Linked DNA regions of Mus musculus: region 1 is linked to region 2. Evidence: chromatin contacts called from public HiChIP or PLAC-seq data. All regions are on one chromosome and are shown on one strand. The core of a region is the stretch at or near the end of the contact, and the rest is flanking DNA. Distances in the headings are between cores, read along the strand shown. Region 1 holds the start of Zfp286 (zinc finger protein 286). Region 2 holds the start of Adora2b (adenosine A2b receptor).

The links. HiChIP or PLAC-seq counts read pairs in DNA pulled down with a chosen protein or histone mark.
Region 1: an H3K4me3 HiChIP or PLAC-seq map of bone marrow-derived macrophages shows a contact between it and region 2, with 5 times the contacts expected there. The contact joins the promoter of Zfp286 here to the promoter of Adora2b in region 2.

What each region holds. Positions count from the first base shown.
Region 1 is chr11:62,786,468-62,790,823 of GRCm38.p6, reverse strand. Zfp286 (zinc finger protein 286) reads left to right here and starts at 1,356. Exons shown (of 6, transcript NM_138949.4): 1 at 1,356-1,448; 2 at 1,735-1,894; 3 at 2,780-2,865. The coding sequence starts at 1,840.
Region 2 is chr11:62,246,212-62,251,052 of GRCm38.p6, reverse strand. Adora2b (adenosine A2b receptor) reads right to left here and starts at 2,069. Exons shown (of 2, transcript NM_007413.4): 1 at 1,617-2,069. The coding sequence starts at 1,951.

The DNA.
Region 1 (4,356 bases), core at 107-2,606, 540 kb before region 2:
ATGCAAATTTGGAAACTTTCCTGTAATCACTTGAGTAGCACCCCAGGAGATTCCTCCAGTCCCCAGATAACTACAGTGGTCTTAGACAAGTTAGTGGGTTTTCAAACTGAACCCCAAATCCCAGACATAAATAGCTGTGAAAAGGGCCTAAGTCTTGAGAGCTGGTGAATTTATCAGGGTCCCACTCAGCACATTTGCATGGGAAGGCTTCTTCAAAAATTTGAAGCTTCTCCACTTCCACCTGTACCAGCAGCCAAGGACAAACAGCCTTCTTTGCCCTAATACTTTCCTTGTTCATGTTACACTGAAGTAAACAGAGTTGTAAGGAGTTGTTGACAATCATCCCAAGTGAGACCAAAGGAACAGCAGACAGATTCTAGAGGAAAAGTCAGAGTTTGAAGTTTTTCAGAGAAAAGGAATTGGAGGTTTTGCAGCTGTACAGATCTGAAGTGGGAAAAGAAGACATAGATTACCAAGGACCATTGCCTCCCTCTGAGTCTCTTTCTCCCAATGGATCTAATGAGTCTGGAGCACAATGGGACCTCCAGTAGGAACCCAGTGGGGATGAAGGAAGTAGAGGAAATGGGATGTCTTCATATGGAGAGATTATGATGGTCACAGAGGGAGAAGCGGTGGACGAGACAGGGAGTGTAGGATCAATGACAGCCGTGGAAGAGGGTCCAGAGCAGAGTAGAAACTGAGAAATGAACAGGATCTGGTGATTAGATGGTGAGAATCAAAAGTTGAGTGTATTCTGGTTTTGGCATATGCAAATGGTGCACTAGAGTAAATGCACGCACTGAGATGGGGCTGTTTGGCAAAAGTGACTTTAAAGTAGGTTTAACTTAACCACAGGCCCTTGAGAGTCCAACTTTTTCGACAAATGAACTTTTTTTTTCCTTGCAAAGAACTTACTGCTCAAGTGTGTGGAAACTGGCTCAATATTGTCAGCTCTGCTCATATACGTTTTTACGATTGCAAAATAGATGAAATACAAGTCCATTGGGATAGATGAGAGTACTACATGGATCCTGCTCTAAAACTACAGCTTTCATATAGTTTGAAGTCAAAGGATGGTTTTAGGGAAGGCCAAACCATGGCTAAAAGCCATATACACATGCCAACAGTAAAGAAATTTGGGCTGAAGCTACATAGATGTAATTGTGCAAACAAAGGTGCAGAGAGAGAGAGACTTTGTCTCCCACGTCCCAACCTTCCGTTACTGCGGGATTCCACGCACGATGCACCTTTTTCTCTCGCGAGAGGGAGAGATCCCGCTGTGCCGCTGAGCCACTCGTGGTCCCAACCTGCCAAGAAACAGGGGGTCGGGCAGCGCGCAGGTGCTTCTGGGAGTTGTAGTTCCTGGATTTGCCCAGCAAAATGTCACGCATGCGCGACTCAGAGCTAAGCGGAGAAGTTCGTAGCCTTTGTCAGGCCTGGGATGGGAGGTGAGTTTCTTGGTAGGATGCTGCGGTCCTCGCTTTACCTCGGCGGTGGTCCAGTAGTTGCTCTCTGCCAGGGAGGACTGGAGTTTGTAGTTCTTGAGCTTCGTCCCCTTCCCTCCCCGCCCCACGGGCCATCTAGGACCCCGGTGCATACTGGAGAGCTGGACGGAGCTGGAGGGGTTGTCTGTGCCCTCTACCTCTCAGGCACTCAGTCCCCTAGGGGACAGCTCCAGGAGCCAGAAACAGACAGGTGAGGACTCAGATTCAGGATGCTTTCCCTGGTTTCCAGGTCCCACGTGATCTGAGCGACACTCTCTACAGAGCCCAAGAGGGAAGAAGTCCTTCGAGGCTCCGTGGACTGCTGACTGCGCGAGAAGAGCAGGACCTTAGGGGCATGGAAGAGGTGGTGATCATGGAGACGGGTTTGGCCGAAGTGCCTCAGAAAAGAGGTAGAATTGCCCAGGGGTTGGTGTGCATCATGGGAGAGTGGAAATCTTCCTTTTGAAGGGGAAACCCACCGTTGTCGTGGGTTAAGTGGTTCTTGGGAAAAGATGGCGACTTGTCAACGCTATCTTGAGGATAGGTGAGCTCTGAGACGTTGCAGGGCTTACTATGGGTCAGTCCCCATTCCACTTAAGTGTGCTGCACAATGGTCCCACCAGTGCGGACATTGTCACAATGTAGTCACAAGTTCTTCCAAATTATTGCCCCATCCTGGTTTCCATCGTGGATCCAAGAATTCAACTTTGTAGTTGACAAAAAAATATTTTTCCATACGTTATCCCACTTTATCCATAGTTAACGTGTGTGCTGTTTCAACACAGATCGCTCACGACCTGCTTCACAGGCACGGAAGGTAGGGGCTGGCTTCAGCACTAGGAGACCTGTGTATCTTAAACTCCCCTCGGTGACTTACTATGCCAAAATTCCCTCCAGGGGTCCTTTTCAGGTTGCTAGATGTCACCTCAAACTCAACCAATCAGAATTTGGAGGTGAGATCTAGCAATCTCCGCCTTAAGGAAGCTTTAAAGGGATTTTAAAAAAACAAAACAAAACAAAACAAAACACTGAGTCTACTTTAGGTAGATTATAGTGGAAATTTACTTATTCTAGTTTGTAGACCAGAGAGTTTGAGGGGATACGTCATGAGTAGAGCAACTAAATTCAAGCCTAGTGGAGCAACGTGCCTGAGCATATTTTACAGTACCGGAAAGTAGCAGTTTGTTTTGGATTCCTTGTTAACAGGGAGTGCATTTGGTGTGGTGGAGGGGTTTAGATTATACTGAGTAGAGAGCCAGGTCCAGACCCAGTCCCTACCGCTTTCTTCCCTTTAGCTCTGTCTTCCCCGGATTCTCTCCTTTCCCACGAGAAGAGTGCAGAAGGAGACGTGGCTGCTCTGAGACTCACTGTCAGATCCCAGGTGAGTCTCTATGGGTTACTGAGATCAATTCCACCTTGGGTCTCAGAGCACAGATGCACTCCCTTTTTGATGTGGCATTTCGTTGTCCACAGAGCCCATCTAGAGACCTGAGTTCTAATTCTAAGAAACTAGTGGACTCAGTAGAAAATATTTTCTGCTTACTCATAGTATCTCTCTTCTCCATCTAGTATTTCTTGTCTCTCTACAGGCAGGTAAGTCACATTTCTCTTCTTTCCCAACTCTGCTAATTTCTGTATTTGGTCATGTGGAAAGCTAACTTAAGGGTCATATAGTATATACTTCTTAAAACTTGCATTTCTCTAAGGGAAGCAGCACACATATGGCTGTAAATAGGAGCTTAAAAAACACCTTAAATGCTGGAGAAATGAGAATAATAATAATACCTACTCAGTTAAAACTTAGATATGGAATGGTCTGTGGTTTTACTAATTACAGGTCCATACTGCATTCTGCAGCCCCAGAATCCCTCAGTCAGCCTCTTCTCCATACAATGTTTGTAAAAATGACTTCCGGCCCTTTTTGGACTTTCTGAACTGCCCTGTGAGTCTTGCAGACTTAATTAACCCCAGGGGCTTACATACCATCTACAGAAACCATCTTACACTGGCTTGTGCAAGGAGGTGTCTTTACTGACCATACTAACTGTTGGGCTAGATAAAGGATTTAGGCAGTAACGTAGAGAGCTAGCATGTCCATCTTGTCAACCTTTTTCTAAAACTTTGAGAGTTTTGCCCATAAGCAGGCTTTTTTTTTTTCATGCCATCATCAAACAAATGTAGGCTTGCATCGTTAAGGTGGAAGGTTGGGCGTTCTCCTGCTGCTTATATTAATTCTAGCAGTATATAAAAGAGCCATTTTCTGCACCATTACTGATGTTAACCAAGTGTAATTGTTCGAGGAGTATAACTGTGCGCACGCTTGTAGACACAGTCCACCCGTAACTCCAAGGTGGAATCAGTTCTATCTGATGCCCCCAGGCCTGAATTGCCCAGCACAGAGGGACAGAAAAATCGGGGGACAGATACTGAAAGGAGAGCGAGCAGTTTTCATGCCTGGATACTAGATGGAAGACTCTTATGTCATCATGGTGGATCTTTTATGGATATTTTAAAAGTCTGTCCTTTTTTAAAGTTATTAGATTTTATTTAATGCTAATACTGGAAATTTTGTGTTCAAATCTCCCTGAGTTGATAGGGTTTTCTCCATCTTTTTCTTACTAGGTTTGGAACATATGTATATTAATTTTATTTCTCACTGATCTAATAAGCAGCACAGAATATGGATATGTATAGGCATGATAAATTTCCACCCCTTATCTCCTTCTTACAGAGGATAACTGGTGGTTATAGTATTGAATCCAGATAAAGTTTCTGCTTTTGTCCTATAATTCTCTTTCTGAGTTGTTCTGATTCTTTGATATGATCTGTGTGCTCTTCTCTTGTATTTATGTGTTTTTAAAATATGTTTTCA
Region 2 (4,841 bases), core at 820-3,319:
AACGGCCACCAAGCACCAGTGAGCGGGCAACAGACAAGTGCAGAACCACAAGAACGAAGGAAATGGAATTCTATGCAGCCGCAGGCTCTGAAATCCCTGGGCTGTAGCACACCTGATGGGATATGTGTGAAGCCTCCTGGTCAGATGCCACAGGCAGGGGATGTGGAGCAACCCACCCACACACAAGCAGGGGCTTCCTGTACCATCTGGGACTCAAGCCACAAGCCACAGGGACCAGGCTCTTCACACCTGCCTATTACAAGAGCTTGTAGGAGCTTTTTGCCAATCAATTCCCTAGACACATTTCTCCTATAAACGCCAGCTTACTACCATCAGGATCCTCTTCTAGAAACAGCAAGGGGATCCCTTTTCACATCTCTCAAACACTGGTATCTCACACACAGCCCTGTGAGACGACAGGTGGACGGCTGAGGACACAGTGCCACTCTGCCGGACACAGCATCCGGAACCACAACCTCATCTACAGTATGCAGGTGACAGTGTCTGTCCTCTGGACGCTTCGAGGTTTAAAGAATGTACATTTAATTAGAGTTGCCAGGCACACGGTCAGAGCCCACGGAGTTCTTGCCTTTCTCTTCCTACTCTTGTGACTCAGTTTCCTCAACTCAGCTCCAACTCTAAAGAGATCCAAAGCTCACTTCAGAAATGCTAAAGGGCCCAGGCACTACCAAGGAGCAGCAAACTCAACTTTAAATTTATTAGCTACAAGTGGAAGCCACTTCCCCAACTGACTGACTCCCTGCCCTGGATCCTGTTTTCCCATCATGGAATAAGGAGAAAGTGATTTAGGTATACTCTGAGAGCCAGCGAACAGGGAGCCCTCACCAGTTTTCTGGGCCTCTTCAGGCTCCTGGGCACTGCAGCAGTATACAAATAAGGTTACACAATGGGCTAGAGGCTCTAAGACTGTCTTGTCAGTGTTCACTGAACCAGTAAGCACAGTAGCTCTTTAAAATGTCTGGGAATACTTTGAGCCACCGCGAAGCTAGTAGGGACCAATGTTCCTAGAGTTTCCCATCAGAGTTGAGCCTGGCTGCCTCATTTCGAAGTAGGCACATTTTAAAGCTGTGTCGTTAGACCCTATGACCCTTCTAAAAGTACCAATTCCAGCGTCTAAAGTTGCCTCGTTCTTAGCTGAAGCTTCTCCGCGCCCTTTCCGCACAGGACTGCATCTGGCAGCAGCTTTGATCTGCATGCCCGACTCCGGGCAGCAGCTCTGTCTCTCCAGAGGGCCGGGAACGTCCACAAAACTTAAGGAATCTAGAGCTTCCTGAGCCCTTCCTTGGCAGGTAACTCGTCGGACGAGCACTTCTCAACGCCCCTAAGGGTGTTCTTATGCAGATTCCCTAAACTAGGGGCAATTAGAGCATCCCTGACTCCAAAAGGGGACCCAGTCAGTGGCCTGTTCTGTCAACCCAGGAGAGTCTTGATAGCCGGCAGAACAAGCGTGCTGGAGAAAGTGCGTCCTCCACTCCAGTGCCCAGCGTGCTCCTAATCTGGCCCATCTGGGAGTCCAGAAAGTAAAACCGTGGGCCTGGAGAGGGCGCCCCTCTTTAGAACTTTAACCCGGCCAAGGCAAGAAAGATTCGTCTCACCTGAGCGGGACGCGAATGGCCAGATATCGGTCGACAGCCACCGCCAAGAGGCTAAAGATGGAGCTCTGTGTGAGCACCAGCACGAAGCAGGCGAGGAAGAGGCAGCCGTGGAAGTCCGTGCAGAAGCCCAAGCTGATGGTGATGGCAAAGGGGATGGCGAAGAGTCCCACGGCCACGTCTGCCGTCGCCAGGGATACCAGAAAGTAGTTGGTGGGGGTCTGTAATGCACTCGAGGCTCCCACCGCGGCGCACACCAGCACGTTGCCCGCCACCGCCAGCGCAGCGATAACCAGCTCCAGCGCCACGTACAGCGCGTCTTGCGTCTCTAGCTGCATGGCCGGGCCAGCCGGGCCCGGGGAGTCCTCTACTGGGGTAGTGTCGGGCTCAGGACAGCTGCTAGGGTGCCGCCAGGCATGGCCACAGCGCTGAGACCGCGCGTCCCAAGCTGGGTCTGCGCCGCCCAGCCAGTGCGCTCCGGACGGGGGCGGGGGCGTGGCCTTACGGGGGCGGCGCCCATTGGCCGGCTGCCAGGAGCCGGTCTTGGCCCCGCCCCCTGCCTAGGGTCCTTGCTCCAGCTGCTCCTGAGCTCGGGGAAGGATGGGTTCCCGAATTTCCCTCGGGCGGGAGAGGGACACATTCAGGAAAGACACCTCGAAGCTTCACCACTTCCCGCCCGAGCGCGAAGTCCCAGACTTCACCCTGTCCCGCGCCCGATCTGCACACTCTGAACTGACGCCCCTGCAAGGTGTCCATACTCCCCAGCACCGGAGCTGCACCCCAGGTCCGGGCCCGGGCTTCCTCTCAGTGCTGCATTCTCCGCGCGGCCCCTAATCCACCCGATCCCGTGGTCTCCGCTGCCCCGCCAGGGTGCTCGCCGGCTCAGCCCTGCGCTCTCCAGCCCACTTATCCAAGACCGGCTTCCGCTCACTTGCGGCGCCGCCTCTTCCCAGACACTGCCGCCTTCATCCACTCCAAGAAGGGTGCTGAGCGCCCACACCTGTGGGTGATCTGTCCTTCCTGCCACCTGTAAGAAGCCCCCAGCGCCCTCCACCGCCTTCAACTCCACACTTCTCTCCTAGCGAGCCCTGGCTGCTCCTTGGCGTTTGGAGTCCTTAATCCTTCTAGAACACAGCTTCTGCCCCGCGGAAGCTGCTACCTGTAGTCACCAGCCAGGATGGTTAAGGAGTTTGTCAACACAACAAAGATGACTGAAAAAAAAAAGATTAAGCTGAACTAAAACACGGGTGACCTCTAAACAGCTTCTTTGAAGAATAACGGGTTTTTTCTTGGGGTTTTTTTTTTGGTTTTTCGAGACAGGGTTTCTCCGTGTAGCCTTGGCTGTCCTGGAACTCACTTTGTAGACCAGGCTGGCCTCGAACTCAGAAATCTGCCTGCTTCTGTCTCCCAAGTGGTGGGATTAAAGGCGTGCGCCACCACGCCGGGCTGATTTTTTTTTTTTTTTTTTTTAATGTTGTGGCTGGATTAGCTCTCTCTGAGTATGAGTATGGGCGTGGGGGAGGGGAAAAGTGCGTTGAATTACACTTTCTGCATGGCTGTATGATATATATAAAGTACATTTCAGGGTTAGCTGTAATATTAACAGCAAATCCCCCACGAGCCCACTCATAGCATAGACAAAATCACCAAAGCACACAGAGTACATGTTCTATCTGGGTATTTTAAGGGTTTGGTTTTTTTTTTTTTTTTTTTTTTTGTTTATTTGTTTGGTTTTTTTGTTTTTTGTTTTTTTGGATTTTTGGTGTTTTTTTTGGGGGGTGTTTTGTTTTGTTTTTGTTTTTGTTTTTGTTTTTTTCTAGACAGGGTTTCTCTGTATAGCTCTGGCTGTCCTGGAACTCGCTTTGTAAACCAGGCTGGCCTCGAACTCAGAAATCTGCCTGCCTCTGCCACCCAAGTGCACCACCACGCCCGTCTTTTTTTCTATTTTCTGTGTTGAGAAAAAAAAAAAAAACCTTATTTAAAAAAATACCTTACTATTTATATGTTTTCCACAAAATATTGGCCCTGGTCACCTGAGTTTTGATAGCATCTGCTTCACCTTCACGAAGAACCTGACACTGGCTTCTGCCTCTTAACACAGATGACAAGCTGGAACCTCAGAGAGGTCAGATAACGGGTACACGACTTGAAATGGGAAGAGGAAAGAGAGGCTTCTAGGAGTGAGCTGCAAAGTGGGCGTTTGGCAGTGATCACTATGGCGCATGGAGCTGAATGGGGCAGAGGTGGGGGAAGGGCTTGCCGCCAACAGCCATGGCCAGGAGAGGAGAGAAAAGAAAGCGTTTCCCACTAGGATAGAATGCCAGGGAAGCTGTGGTGCCAGCCCCAGGGGATCGCCAAGCAAGGACCAGAACTTTAGGAACGCGCATGAGCATTTTCTGGACCCAGATGTCCATGTCCCCTATGGAGCCTACCCACCCTTCCTCAGCAGACCTCACCAGAAAGAAAGCTGTGCCCAGTCTACAAGTCTGCTGTGTTCCATGTTAACAGTCACCTGCCAGCAAAGCTTCCCTCCTCTCTGCCCACTCCCACATATCTATCCTCAAGTGCCCCTTGACTCACCAACCATCTCTACCTTTCCACAAGTTTCATCTGAAATGAGCTTCTTCCAACCCAGGGTCATGCTAGGATTTGAACTAGACTCACGGGGCCCATGAGGTGGCAGAAGTTAGTGGTTATGGAATGTCATTTGGCAAACAAGAGTGAACACAGGAGGGAGTCATGGGGATCTTGTCTTGAGAGGAATGGAACCCATTGAGAGACCCTGTATCAAAAATCACGACGTGGGGGTGGTGGGGTGGTGGTGGTGGTGACAGGAATAGCACCAGCATCGACTTCGACTTAAAGAATCAATAAAATCTGTCTCATTTTTTAATCTTTTTTTTTTTTTTTTGAGACAGGATCTATGTAGCCCAGGCTAGTCAAAGACATATATTATATTATATTATATTATATTATATTATATTATATTATATTATATTATATTATATTATAGCTGAGAAGGACCTTGAACTAACTCCTGATCATCTTGATTCAGAACAGGAATTTGCCACCAACCACAGTTAGCTATACTTTCTTTCAGGACATTTAGTGGGTTCTTTGAAGACATTGACAAATGGATCCTGAAATGAATATATAAATTAAGGGTCTGATAGCAGCCAAAATAATATTGTTATTTTTAAAAAGAAAGAAAGAAAGATAGAAGAAGGG